Regions from separate parts of the Sus scrofa genome. Here region 2 is linked to region 1. The links are chromatin contacts, called in public HiChIP or PLAC-seq maps. All regions are on one chromosome and are shown on one strand. The core of a region is the stretch at or near the end of the contact, and the rest is flanking DNA. Distances in the headings are between cores, read along the strand shown.

The links. HiChIP or PLAC-seq counts read pairs in DNA pulled down with a chosen protein or histone mark.
Region 2: an H3K27ac HiChIP or PLAC-seq map of alveolar macrophages shows a contact between it and region 1. The contact joins the promoter of SEL1L here to the promoter of GTF2A1 in region 1. A contact is called at or near these places in 2 of 5 promoter capture datasets (fetal liver and liver), 6 of 47 Hi-C or Micro-C datasets (alveolar macrophages, blood, heart right ventricle and 2 more) and 2 of 2 datasets of contacts at active chromatin or transcription factors (alveolar macrophages and skeletal muscle).

The regions. Positions count from the first base shown.
Region 1 is chr7:104,007,986-104,012,215 of Sscrofa11.1, reverse strand. GTF2A1 (transcription initiation factor IIA subunit 1) reads left to right here and starts at 2,898. Exons shown (of 9, transcript XM_021099583.1): 1 at 2,898-3,374. The coding sequence starts at 3,345. All of the region lies in intron 1 of LOC110261640 (a long non-coding RNA gene), which reads right to left.
Region 2 is chr7:104,280,925-104,284,880 of Sscrofa11.1, reverse strand. It overlaps SEL1L (protein sel-1 homolog 1), which reads left to right and starts at 1,631. Exons shown (of 21, transcript XM_021099584.1): 1 at 1,631-1,873. The coding sequence starts at 1,804.

The sequences.
Region 1 (4,230 bases), core at 1,649-4,148:
ATAAAATAGATAAGCAACAAGGATTTACTAATTGCACAGGAAACTATATTCAGTATCTTGTAATAACCTATAATGGAAAATAATCTGAAAAAAAATTAACAATCACTTGGCAGTAGGCCTGAAACTGACAAAATATTGTGAATCAACTATACTTCAAATCAAAATTAGGTGAACCCGAATATAACTTCATTTGGTTGGACTGAAATACATGTGTTTTTAATATCTTGAAAGAATGCTGTAATTATGTAGTATACTTCACAATAAGGCTTTCACTAGGATTAGCAAGTTTGAGATATGCTCTTTCTTCTCAATTTCTGTATTCTCCAAAAGAACCCAATACTACTGAACCTATAAGGGCTGTATGATGCCTAAATATGCCACATCATTTGCTTTATTTAGTCATTTATTATTTTAATTTAAGCCAATTTCCATGAATAGTCTCTTTAGATTTTCCTCTCTCTTGGCATTGTTGCTTAAATAGTCATTTGGACAGTAAAACATTTAACTGTTTAGACATATTAAGGTTTGGTGTCATTTTGCTTATGGTATATTAAAATTTATGCATTGAGTTTTTCCTTTTCTTTTGTTTGGCAGTTATCAGGTGTAAAACAGAATATTAATATTAAAAGAAGTGACTTTATATCCTCCAATATAAAACATTTAAAAAAAAAGATTCATCTAGAAGAGAGCACTATTATGTAACTAAGTACATGATACTACAAAGTACAAGTTCACAAACTGAAAAGCCAGTATAAATGTTTCACGTAAGGAACTGCTAAAATGAGAACAGTTATTTAAGCTTTCAGGTACAATGAAGAAAAAGTTCACATACAAACAATTTAGTGCAATGCTACAGTCAATCTTAAATGGGAAGAGTTTTCTGTTCACAAATGTTCAGTTTTGTGAATTCATGAACTTTAGCCTCCAAATTATTCAGACCCACCATTTTGGTGAAAGATCAGAAAATGTCTTTTTCTGAAACTAAACTGGCTGACACAAACGTATCCCAACTGAAGAAATCCTATAGCTAAATGAAGATTGTAAAACAATAAACTGGAATGTAATCCATGATGGTTTACTTGGTAGTCATACTGTGGGGTGAAGAGAAGACATTTGGGAAAACTTTAATCAAGGTATTGTTGCAAATTAGAGTGTGTAAAGAGAAGCTGATGCAGAGCCTCCAAGGAGTCTGAAGGTCTTAAATGGAGGTCATAAATAGGTTTTTTCCCCTTTTAAATTCAAGAACTATATTCAATTATTTCATAGGTCAGACCCAATCAGAGAATACCTGTCCTTATTCTCTTTAGGAATATTTCTGAGGGAAGTAAATCTCATATATTCTACCCCATGTCCTGTTTGCAGTGATCCTAGTTTTAACTGATGTCAAAACACTTGATCAATTTAGTTAAGAATACTAAGTGATAGGGAAGAAAAAGAGGTGAAAGGTGAGGGATTCCATGTACAAACAGTACTACTTAAATAAGGAGGTAAAAAGTCCTCTTAAAATGGTAAGAAATTAAAGACATGGGTTAATTTAACTTTTCGGGCCAATGGTCACTTGAATATTACATGAATTACAAATGGTGATGGAATCATAATTTTATATAATAGTATAGGACAATATGATTTCCTATGGTCTTATCTCTTTCAGTGTTCCCAAAGAGGCCACTGTGCAGGGAACTGAAAAGCAACTGATCTTTCTCAAATCTTCTTTCAGGAGCATAAGTTTGACATTTTGTTTTGCTTTGCTTTTTGAGGATCAACTCCCTCACTTGTCCAGACTGCATTCCATGTCACTCGCAATTCCTAGGGACAAGAAAATTAGGAACTGTTGAGTTCTGTCTTCTAAACAGAGTATTCCGTTTTGCGTGAAATGCTGATATAAAGGCGGGATTAGCTTGGGCAGAGCAGGTCAAACGCCTACTGAGTTGCCCTTGAATACATGGCCATTTTCTACCTGCTCTCTTGCAGCCATGAGAGTTGATGGGTCAAGGGCAAGTATTCAAGATGTTAGCACGTGCTGAACATATGGAATCACTGAATTTTTGCAACATTTAAAAAAAAAAAAAACCAGGAAAAGTTGTGCGGTCATAATCCAGGTGGTGACCTTTTTTGGGGGGTTAGTTTTAACATTTCTACCACCTTGAGAAGTTATTTGAAGTAAGTGGGCTTGGAGAGGCCGGGACTCTGGGGAACGGAAATTTAAAGAGACTTTGTAGTTGTACTGATGGAGACAGACAACTCTGCTGGCTTCAGGGATTATTAATTGTGGAATGTAATAATATGTAATAATTGTTGAATGTAGTAAGAGGGGAACCAAATCAGTTCCCTTTCAGGAACTCATACACAATTTTGCAAGCGAAAGGCCCACCCTCAGCAAGGCGTGCTAACGCTTCAGCAACTAGGAGTCTGACCTTAGCTCACGCTCGGAGATGACTCCGCACTTAAAACTTTTGCCGGAAGCCGGGCCACGTGACCCGCCCTTTTCCACAGCCATGCCTAGCGGGGCAGCCGCCAGAGCTCCTACATTTCCTAGCCCCTCCAGCGTGGGACAGCTCAGAATCTCCCGACAGGAGGCGGAATCAGCTAGGTTTCGACTCGAGCGTCGCCACAACTCACGCTTTTCTCCAACAGAGCTTTGCAAGTTCTTCATCCCAAAACAGCAGCCGGAGACTTCCGCCTGGTTGCCGACCACGTGATCACGCGACATTTGGGGAGACCGCGGTCGGACTTCCCTACTTAAGTCCCCGGGTCCCGCCCACACAACACCCTCCCCTGAGCGTGACGACGCGGCTCGCGGCGGCCTCCGCCCCGGCGCGCCTGCGCACGCGGCTCTCGCGGTGTCTTGCGCTCAGCCCCGCCCACCTCTGCCCCCGCCCTTTCCGCCCCTCCCTCCCCCTCCGCCCTGTCTCTCGGCGGCAGCGGCGGCAGCGGCGGCTCGCGCAGCTCGTTGGCTCACTATATAAAGGGAGAAGCGGGCGGACCGGACGGCTGGAGCTGCAGCCGGTGGCGGCAGCGGCGGCGCGGGGAGCGGCGACCAGTGGTGGTTTCCCTCCTTGGCGCGGGGTGGGGAGCGGGCAACGCCCCCCAAACCCCAGAAGGGTCGTGCCCTTTTTTTTTTTAAGGGCGATCCTCGAGTTTTTAGCTCCGGGAGGACTGCCCCCTCCTCTTCCTCCCCTCGCCGATCCCCTCTAATCCAGCAGGATCCGATTTTGTTTAAAATTCCCCCCCCAATTTTGCGGTGGCTTGGGTCACCCTCTGGGTGTTTTTTTTTTTTTTTTTCGTTTTGTTTTTATCTTGTTTTCTCGGGGCTTGCCCCCCTCTTGTTTGTGTTGTGTGTGGAAATGGCGAACTCGGCAAATACAAACACCGTGGTAAGGACGTGGTTCGGTGGCCGGCGGGGGCTTCGTTCAGGCGGCAGCAACGGCCGGACCGGGCGGGGGCGGGGACGGCGGCGACTCCCGGCCTCAACTCTCAGCTGCCCGCGCGGCTGCCGCCGCTGCCGCCGCCGCTTCCCGCCTCGGGCGGAGCGGGCCGGGGCGCGGGGCGGCGGGCGCGGGGGGGTGCCGAGGGCTCGGGGCCGCGGCGGCAGGGAGGGCGGGGGTGCCGGCGGGGCCTGGAACTGCCGCGGGGCGGTCCGGGCCGCTGAGGCGGTTGAGGCCGGGATGAGCGCGCGGCCCTGGCCCCAGACCCCATCCGCCAGGAGGGAGGGCGGGAGGGGAGCCTCCGCTTCCTCCCCGAAGCGGGTCCTGCCGCGCTGGCTGGAGAAGGGCTCTCCGAGCAGCCTCAAAACAAAAACCGTGTCTTGGGAACTGGGCGAATCCCCAAGACCCACCGCGATCCACTTTAACGCAGTGGAAGGCTAATGGCTACTTGGGGGTTACTTTGGGTGTTGTGGCGGGTTGTGCTTAGGAGGCTTCACTGGGGCCATTTTACGTTTAAGAAAAAAAAAAAAAAAAAAGGACGAAGGTTGAAAAGCACTTATCTCGGTTCCTTCCGAATCGGTAAAATGGCGAAGGGGAAGCAACCCCCCCCATCGTATCTTCGACTAGCAAAAACACCAAAACAAACAAAGCTTACAGTGGTCAAAGTGCCCCCACTTTCGCCTCGAAATTTGCCTACTTCTCACCGTTTGTCCCTTTTTTCTTACTTGCGATCACGTAGGTTTGCAAAAAGCAGTCACATAAATAACCTTTTCAGTCACCAACGCAATGTGATCACTAGTCCACC
Region 2 (3,956 bases), core at 382-2,881, 270 kb before region 1:
AAAAAGGCAGAAGGCCTTTTTCTGTGGAAGGCAGAAGTTTCTTCCCCAGTACTGCCCCAAGAAAGTAGAACTGTCAGCACAAGTTTCTGTTTTGTCAATATAAGCCCTAGTATTTTTTGATTCTGTGGCAAAGGTGGCCATTAAAATTTTTTGAACAAGAATATGAAAGCAGTGTTTAAGGAAAGTTAATGTGGCCACAGCGCACGATTTAGGTTAGAATGAAGAAAGAATGGTTTGGGTGAATATGGCTAGAACTTGGGCACACCAGGCAACTAAGGGAAAATTAGAGCCAGCAGGGACGTTTTCGTGAGAAAGAGGAAAATGGTCACATAATATACCAGAGTTTACTCTATGATTTAAAACCAGAGGACCTCTTAGGAAGCAGTGTTAGTGATAGAAAGAGAGATGAGTGCCAAAGAGATAGTAGTGAAAAAGAGCACACTTCTTCACGGGACAATATTTTTCCTTCATCTCCTCCATTGTGAATGTTGAGTAATAGTTTTTTTTAATCCTCTTCTATGAAATAAGGTTGGGTATCAAGACATGTTGGCCAGTGTGGACTTCTCCAAAACCCTGAACTCAGGCTGTCTAGGTTCCAGATCTAAGAGCTGACTGTGGCTGGATACTAAGCAAAGCAAAATGACACAAATTGAGGAAGGGTCAGGAATACCAAGCCACTGCCCTATTACATAGTGGGAGCATGCCTGGAGTTGGTACTTGATAACACAAGACTATTTCCACTCCTGCACTGCAATCGCTGTCACCTTTATCTCCAAATACATCAATCTAGACTTCTGAACCTAGTCAATGTAGGATCTAGGTAGTCAATGTAGGATCTAGGTAGTCAATGAGGAAGGGAGCAATGTAACTCGGAATGCAAGAGAAAAGGAATGCGTACAGGCGTTTGAAAGGGTTTTGTAAAGACTTTTGGCCTCTTTTTCGCAGGCACTTATTATCTGGTAGCCCTCCGTTAAAATGAATACTAGCATTGACAAGGTCTGTACGAGGTGGGGTTTATTTCCTTTTGTTTAGGGAAAAGGAAAACCAAGTGAGTTCCATCCTGGTATTGTTTTCGTTTACGATAAAAAATACCTCGAATTCAGTCTTGTTGTTGTATTTTTCCTCAGTACTGATATCTATATCCAATACAAATTTTCTAAATAAAACAAAGGGGAAGAAAAGCTGAATACATTACAAACTCTTAACCTTATAATGTGTTTCATTATATTTATTTGGCTCAAAAACAAAAAAACTGCGAGTTCACGGCCTTGAGTTAGTGTCTAGCCCAAGTGTTTAAGTTTTCTTAACTTGAAGAGCCACCAGCGCTTTTAAACATTGCCCCCCCCCCCACCATGGACTACGATTCCCAAGAGAACACACCGAGAGAGGCCCATGAAGTGCATTGTGGGAATTGCAGTCCTGAGTGACGATTTTTTCCCAACCCTGGACTCCTGCTCGGATTCCGGGAGGGTAGGACACAGGAGCTACCAATTAGCTGGGGCCATGTCGGTGAGACCGTGGTCCAATCGGAAAAGCCGGTGTGAGGGGCTCGCATAATGATTGGCCAATGCCTGACCCCGGAGGCGGGGCAATAAGGTGGGCGGGAAGGTCGCGGCGATTGGGCGAGGAGCCCGCGGCGGCGGGCGGAGATTGGCTGCGAGCTGGGGAAGGGAGGCCTGGGAAGGGGCGGAGGAAGGAGGCCAGAGCAGGAAGAACAGCGGCGAGGCGGCGGCGGCGGCTGAGTCGGTGGTGGCTGAGGCAGAAAGCGACAGCTCCAGGGGGTGCAGCGGCCCTGAGAGCAGGATGCGGGTCGGGGTCAGGCTGACGCTGCTGCTGTGTGTGGTGCTGCTGGGTTCGGCCTCGGTGTCTTCGGGTCAGTATCCGCCCCCTCGGACTGGAGGCCAGGAGCCACCGCCCCCCGGCCTCCATCCCGGGGCAGGGCCGTGGGGGCTCCGGCTGGAGACTCCACTCTCTCTGGTCACAGCTCGCATTTGCTCGTCACTTGCTGTCATTTCTGGGGCTTGGGTTGGCCTGGGCCGGAGCAAGTGTTTAGGGGAGCGTGAGAGGGGAGGAAAAGAAGGGGCGGTCACCCTGCCTACACCTCTCCTCACTTCACAAACTTTACACGACTCGTCACGAGTGAGGAATTGGCTTCATGGGAATGATCCGGACAGCTGGCTTAGACCTCCAGTGACATAGGAGCTCTACCGGAGCTTCCACGAAGCTCGTGTAGATTGTGTGCTGCATCAGTTTCGAAACTCTGGATTTGGGATTTGTAAATTTAGTGATTGACACACCTGGGGTTGTCACTGGGCAGAGCCGGATCCATCAGAACCAGGATGTCCACAGTTTTTTGGTGGGTTTGTTTAGCAACTGAGGTGGTCTTGTCTCTGTCTCTCTAAAAACGAAGACTTTTTATTTAATTGTGCCTACTGTCTACCCATTTTAAAGAAATACTCCTAAGAGAGTGGTTTTTACCTCTCTCACAGTTTGAGTTGCCCCATGTTTTCTGAGAGTAACTACCATTTCTGAAAAAAAATCTTGGTGCTTAATAAATGTAAAGTGGATAGCATCTAGTTTTAACTTTTTACGTAGGTACAGAAATTCGTATGCTTTTGAATTGATTTTCCAGTTAGATGATTTATACTCTGGTCTTGAAATGATCATTTCCCTTTTTTTAATAGTTTAATCTGCCTACACTTGAAAACGTCTATTTTGAGAGTGTTGGTAACGAAATACTTAGTGTTTCTAACTGTTGGTAGAGAAACAATTAGTACAATAAAGCTTTTGAATTTTAATCAGTTTCAGTTCACAAAACAGCTGTTCTGTGGCTTTAAATTTTTTTGGAACAAGGCAGGGTATAAATGTCAACTTTTTTTCCAACAGAAAATTTCCCAGATGGTTATTTGAATCCTCAAATTATCTGTCCTAGTTGTAAGTCAATGCTGTAACGTCATTCTGCTTCTAAAATAAGAGGTCTAAACCTAAAATTTTATCCATAATGTAGCTTAAGATACCATTTCAAAAGCAACGAGCATATGCCAGTTACTTTCCTGCCAACATCATGCTTTGAGGTCTGCTCCCCACCTCCCCTTTTAGTGTTGATTTGTGTTTATGACCATATCTTTAAAACACTGTGTAACTTCTGAAGCACTGCTAGCTAGCAGTTTGATCTAAGAGGTATGGAATGAAACGGTTGAGTGTAGTGAGTAAAGTACCCTAAGGACTGTGAGCCACCTGCCTCAGAATTCCTCTTAAGGGTTTGTTATAAATGCAGTTTTAGGTCTGGAACAGGTTGCGGCATCTGTAGTTTAACAGGCTTCACAAGTGATTCTTCACACTAAAGTGTAAGAACTACTAGTTTTAAAGAACATGGTACATATCCTTCTGAATTCAGTTTGCAGAATTTAAAGAAAGTCAAAACATACATTTTCTTGCATCTTCGTTTGACTAGATTTCATACATCTAAAGTGCCATGTCAGTGGAGATGATACTTGAAGTCTTTTAATCAGTTGGAATTCTCAGTTTATTGTAATAGGAGACTATTAATACCCAAGTGTTAAATCTTTGGTTGTGTTGATATAAACAGAGGACTACGTTCATGAAACGACTGCTCTGATTTCCATCAGTTGAAACAAATTTCTAGAGAAAAAACATTTCTCTGGTAGAGGCAAAAATCTTAACCAGAACTAGAACAATATAGATGTTAATGCTGACAAGTGATAAAGGCACTACTAACCTCACATGAAGTACAAATATCATAAAACTGTTATATGAGATAAAGTTGTATAAATTGAGTAAATGGATTTTCAGGACTTTTTTATTGATTAAATTGCTTATTTTTATGGACTATCAGCCTCATTTTTACTTTGGATTTAAAGGTTTACTCCTATTTAAAAGTCAACTCTTGGGTCATAATTTTGTGTCGACTTAATGTTTGAATGTTAGTAGGTACC